Regions from separate parts of the Mus musculus genome. Here region 2 is linked to region 1. The links are chromatin contacts, called in public HiChIP or PLAC-seq maps. All regions are on one chromosome and are shown on one strand. The core of a region is the stretch at or near the end of the contact, and the rest is flanking DNA. Distances in the headings are between cores, read along the strand shown.

What was found. HiChIP or PLAC-seq counts read pairs in DNA pulled down with a chosen protein or histone mark.
Region 2: a contact with region 1 is called in an H3K27ac HiChIP or PLAC-seq map of embryonic stem cells, with 3 times the contacts expected there. The contact joins the promoter of Gpx2 here to the promoter of AI463170 in region 1. A contact is called at or near these places in 9 of 39 promoter capture datasets (the SN4741 cell line, cranial neural crest, embryonic stem cells and 4 more), 1 of 484 Hi-C or Micro-C datasets (liver), 2 of 115 datasets of contacts at active chromatin or transcription factors (both in embryonic stem cells) and 1 of 9 other capture datasets (liver).

The regions. Positions count from the first base shown.
Region 1 is chr12:76,546,655-76,549,354 of GRCm38.p6, forward strand. It overlaps AI463170 (expressed sequence AI463170), which reads right to left and starts at 1,271. Exons shown (of 3, transcript NR_046044.1): 1 at 1,048-1,271; 2 at 722-837; 3 at 318-517. The region is part of intron 1 of Plekhg3 (pleckstrin homology domain containing, family G (with RhoGef domain) member 3); the gene reads left to right.
Region 2 is chr12:76,794,251-76,796,950 of GRCm38.p6, forward strand. Gpx2 (glutathione peroxidase 2) reads right to left here and starts at 1,304. Exons shown (of 2, transcript NM_030677.2): 1 at 904-1,304. The coding sequence starts at 1,125.

The DNA of each region.
Region 1 (2,700 bases), core at 21-2,520:
CGAAGGGTTAATAGCCTCAGGCTTCGAGGGCCTGAGTGGGGGAGGTGCCCCACAAATGGAGTATTGTTGTGTTGTTGACTGATCTGGCTTTGTTTGAGTCTTCAGTGTTTGACTTCCTGCACTTAGTACCCCATGTGCTTAATCTCTGGAGAGATTTGTGGTCTTCTTCTGCAAGGTGCTTACCTCCTGGGGCTGGGGCCTGGGTCCTCCCCCATCCGGAGCCTTCTAAGTTTTGCGGGGAAGGTACATTTTCATGGCTAAGGCCCCCCAGCAATCAGGAATGAGAGAAATGCAGCAAGTGTGACCCACACGCGGAACTGGTTCTGAATAGGACCGTTTATTGAAGAGGTTTCAGCAGGAGGCAGCGGGCGCTTTAATTCCCGAGGTTGTTGGTGGCAGTTCGTTGCTTGCCCAGCCCGAGCCTGTTAACTGCTGGGCTGCCGAACTCCGGAGAGAATGCCGCTCCCCAGTCCCTGGCCACCTTCCCGGGACTGCTCTCTGTGTTGGGATGGGAGCCCTTTTGAGGAAAGCGGTAGGTAGCCTCTGAGACCCGGCCAAGGGTGGCTGAGTGGGGTGCAGCTGGGACTCTGAACCTCGCCTGGCAACCTCTGGGGAACATGAGCAGCCACAGGCTTGTGGCCCAGGGCTTTTGAGGCTCCCCTGGAGGTTCAGAAATGGAGGACCACACCGGGTTCAGTGTAGAAAAGTGACTTCTATTTACCTTGCCTGGGTGCTTCCAGTAGGTTTGGCCATGTGACTCGCAGACAGCTCTGTGGCTTTTGGAGTGCTTTGCTTGGGGACTTCAGAGGTCTTCTCTCAACATTCACGGATGGGTGGCTAGAGAAGGTCCTGTGTGATCACACTGTCCCCATACACGCATACATACACACATGCATAATGGGAAAACAGTGTCTTTTTCCCAGAATCCACAGGGGGTGGTGATGTTGATTGTTCTAGATGAAATCAAGCGGCACCATTGGTAGGGGAGGTAACAAGTGGGTCCTGGATACCCTAATGGGTGTCAGGCCGGGTGGAGCCAGCACCTACCATCTGTGTAGCTCTAGGAGGCAGGTGCAGGGAGCCGGGGGCAGATCCTTGCTCAGACTTCACTACTTCTTTCTCTTGTGTGTCAAGGCCTCCCTCTTCATGGAGTGGACTGCCACCGGAGCTGCCGTGCCCTGTGTACTCTGTAGCCTCTGGGGTTTGGTAACAGGTGAGGGAACTGTCGAAATTCTGGTCTTTGTGTGCTCCTCGCTGAGGGAGAAGTTTCCTCTCTCTCTGCTGGAAACTGGTTGGATGAGTTTCCTTTAGGCCTGTCTGGCTGAGGCCTCTTAGCCAGGGTGTGAGGGACTGGGGGATGGGAGCAGGTGTTGTGGGTGGAGTGGCTTTCAGAGCTGCGGCAGGCACCGCAGGGTGAGGCGCTGGATTTGACGATCTGCCTGTCTGTGAGGATTTACACTTGTGTGCAAATCCCTAAGGTCTGCCTTGGAAAAGCCACTCCCCTAGCCTCTGGGCTAGGATCGTATGGTCCTGGTGGAGGCCCGGGCAGAAGTAGGGGTGGATTGTGGAGAAGCCACGGAGGAGGAAGTTGGTGTTTTAACTACATCAGTCCAGGAGAGAGCGTGTCTTGTACGGTTGTTTCTGTACCTGGAGGCTCATGCTTAGAATTAGGAAGGAGCCAAGACTGAGGGAGATACCGTGCTGGCAGCCTCACCCCCCACTTCTGACAAGTGTGGGAAAGAAAGGTAAAAGATGGGGTGGGGGGTATCCCTTTGATGTTAAGATTCATATGGACCCTTCCTCCGCCCAGATGAGAGCTATAAGCCCCTATTCCTAGAGGGAGATTCCCCTCCAGCTAAGACTGGAACCTCAGTGGTCCCTGTTGGATAATAGCCTCAGGTAAGGAGGAATTGCATTAAGCTGTTTGGGTGATGGCTCTTACAGTCCCTTTCAACCCTACCTCTACCCCATTCTAGAAAGGTCACATACAGCCCAAACTGGACACACACTCCCTGTGTAGCTAAGAATAGCTTTGAACCTCCAGTCTTTTGTTTCCACCTCTGGTTTTTATGTAGTACTAGCTATCAAACTCAATCTTTCCTTCAGGCAAGCACTTTAGCAACTGGACAACATCCCAGCTCTTCCTGCCTTCCTGAAACACCTAATTTACACATTGCTTCGAGTCACCTTGATTTTTGGGTCACGCATCTTCCCTCTGTGCGTGAGTCGGGGTAGATCTTAACTCCTTTCTGTGGAGTGATCTCTGGGGTACTCCCCCCAAGCCCCCACCTCACTCCCTACCTCACTCCCTAGATATCAGCTGTGGAATGTCTGCAGGTCCTGGGTCTCTACCTTCCTTTCAAACACATCTTGGCCCCGTGGGCACCTGAGCTGCAGTCTGAGTCTCAAGTGGTGCCTTTTGAGGGCATATTCTCCCATCTCATCACCTGGGGCCTGTTTCCACCTGTCTCTGTTGCTTGATCCTCCAGATCTGCCCTGGTTGTCCTTTCTCACAAAGCAAGTCAGGTGCTCCCAGGCCCTGCTTCCCAGGCCTTGCTGCTCCAGCTGTCCTGGATGCTCTCCCTTTAAAGGGAATCCAGCTTTGCTGACCCCCTTTGGATCTCTTCTTTGCCTGGCTTTCTCCTCATTTGTGACTCAGTCAAAATATCACCTCCTTTTACAAAGCTTGCAGGTCCCGGG
Region 2 (2,700 bases), core at 54-2,553, 250 kb after region 1:
AGAGGAGGTGAGTGCACGCTTCGGACCTTTCCCTTCTCCCATATTCCTTTTCCAGCTTGCTGATTAGAAACAAGCCTTTAAATAATACTCGCACACTATTTCCACATCTCTCTCCTTACTTTTCATGTGTCTTATGCCATGAGCCTCACAGTAAACTTATGAGCTAAGTCAACTTCTATTAAACCAACACATGTGGAAACTCAAACAGAAAACTAAGCCACCTCTCTCAATGGTCTCAGAGCCATTAAAGCATTGAACCAAGGCAACCGGAACTAAGTAAGGACTCCCAAGTCACCGACATCTCAATCCCAATTGTTTGTCTAAGACGAGTTCTTCAGGTTCATATTTGCTATAGTCAGGGGATCACCTTGAATTTCTGACCTTCCTGTCTCCATCTTCCAAGTGCTGGGATTAGAGGTAAGCTATCACAGCTGGCTTATGCAACACTTAGGATCAAACCCATGGTTTCACATAGGCTGGGCAAGTAATCTACCCACTGAGCTGTATGCACAGTGATTTTTTTGAGACCTTGCTGGTAAGCCCAGGTTAGTGCCAAACTCACATCAATCCTAGGAGTACAGGAATGTCCCTCCATGCCAACGTAGTGATTCTTAACCTATTTTCTCCACTCATTTGTTCAACAAGTAACTAATGAAGTACTCAAAGACACAGTGGAGAGACCTGGAAGCAACCCTCATTTTGGAAAGACAGTACTAAAAGGCACACCCTCAATGCTTACTCTTAGACCATATCTACTTCTTCCCTGTGATGTTTTACATTCACCTAGACCTCAATTGATGCAGCATGCCCTTCAAGTCCAGATATCCCAAGACACACTCAACCCTTTCTTCCACTCAAGCTCTGTCCATCAACTCCTTGGATAGAACCCAAGGAACTCCTCACCTGATGTCCGAACTGGTTGCAAGGGAAGCCGAGAACTACCAGGCGCCTGGGAAAGCGACATTGCAGCTCATTGAGCTGGTTGTAGTCCCGGGTAGTTGTTCCTCAGAGTGACGCCACATTCTCAATCAGCACAGCCCTGCCTCTGAACGTATTGAAGTCTATCTTCTCCCCATCCAGGCCAACGGCACTGAGATCGTAGAACGACTTGGCAATGTAAGCCATGCTGAAGAGCAGTGAGCCCTGCCCTGCTCTGTGAGCCTCCTTAAGTCCTTTAGACCGGTGGGAAGAAAGGAGGAGCCGGAGAAGACCGAAAGGACTTCACAAAGGGCCTTTGAGCATTCCCGGGATGACTTAGCAAAAAACAGGTACCCACCTGTGAACTGTTTGAACAAGGCTGTAGCTCCTCCCACTTACTGCCACTGAACAAAGCCACCTTCTGCCCCACCCCACTGGCAACCTGGAAAGGGCCAATTTGATATCTGTGAGCAGATGTGAATAATTCACTCCTTGCTGGAAACCAGAGCCATAAAGGTCAAGTGGGGAGGAAAGAAGGGAGGGAGGATGCAAGATTGACTTCTGCTTGCCCCAGCAAGTTGATTTTGCCTGGCACAGACATCTGTCTCAACACATTTATTAGAGCATCAGTCTCTGAGTTGTGGGAGACAAGATATGCTTGGGTCTGAATTCTCAAGTGGAATCAAAGGGACCCTTGGGAGGAGAGTGTGTTGTTTTCCAGTGCCTCAGTTTGCACCAGGCAGAGGGACGAAGATGTGTTTGTCTTAGGAAGCCTTTTAGTGAATGATGTTCCTTGTCCTGGAGAACACTGGGGTCTTTGTCCCTGTACTGTAGCATGTCCTACATTAGGACATCCACCTCCGCTCTCCATTCCCAAGCCAGTCATGAGGATGGAGTCCTTGCTGACTTAGTGATCAGGACCCTCAGAATGGATGGTAAAATTCTGGGTAGACAACTGTACCTATCTCCCTCTCAGACAGGTTCAGTCTCTGAGACTTTTTGGAGGAGGCTTGTGTGAATGTGTGACCCTCTCCTCACAGGAGGTGACATGCAGGAAGGCAAAGCAGCTGCGGTTCCAGGTAGGCCACTAAGACATCCTCAAAGCCAGCCATGTATGATGGGCGATCTCTGGCCTGCTGAGGGCTGTCATCGGAGCCCACTCTTGGGAGCTCAGCAGCTGAAAAGACCATAATGCCACTCCACGGTCCAAGCATGAGCTAACTGAATCAGGAACTTTTCAGAAACCCTTGATTTCCCCCATCAGTAAAACTAACCATTGGGTTTATCCTGGCTATTTTAATAAGGCAAATGTTTTCCTATCCAGTGAGAGCTGTCTCCTAGAAGAGAGTCAGCAAGAGTGGCACCCAGCCTTCCGGATCTGATTTGTTGGGAGACAAAGAAACTACTTCCCGGGAGTGCCTTCACTTCTGCTGCATAGCTTGTTTAAGGGTGTGGAGCTCATTGTCTGACAGCTCCCTAAGAACAAGTTTCCATTATCCAAGTGGGAATGGAGTCTTTCGATGCCATAAATGGTGGCAAGAACTTAATTCTTCTGAGGGCATGACAGAATCCCTAGGCACAGCCAGTGACTATTGCTACCAAGCTACAGAGTCAGAGGGACTTGGCAATGGTGTAAATAAGAACTTGATAGTAACCTGCCAGGTTCCTCCGCCCTCTAGAGCTTCCTCCAGCACCCGGGGCTTCCAGAGAGAAGGATGCTTTTCTTTGCTGCCTCTTTGTAAGCCCTCTTCAGGCAAGTCCTGAGTCTGGAGTGGCTTCATA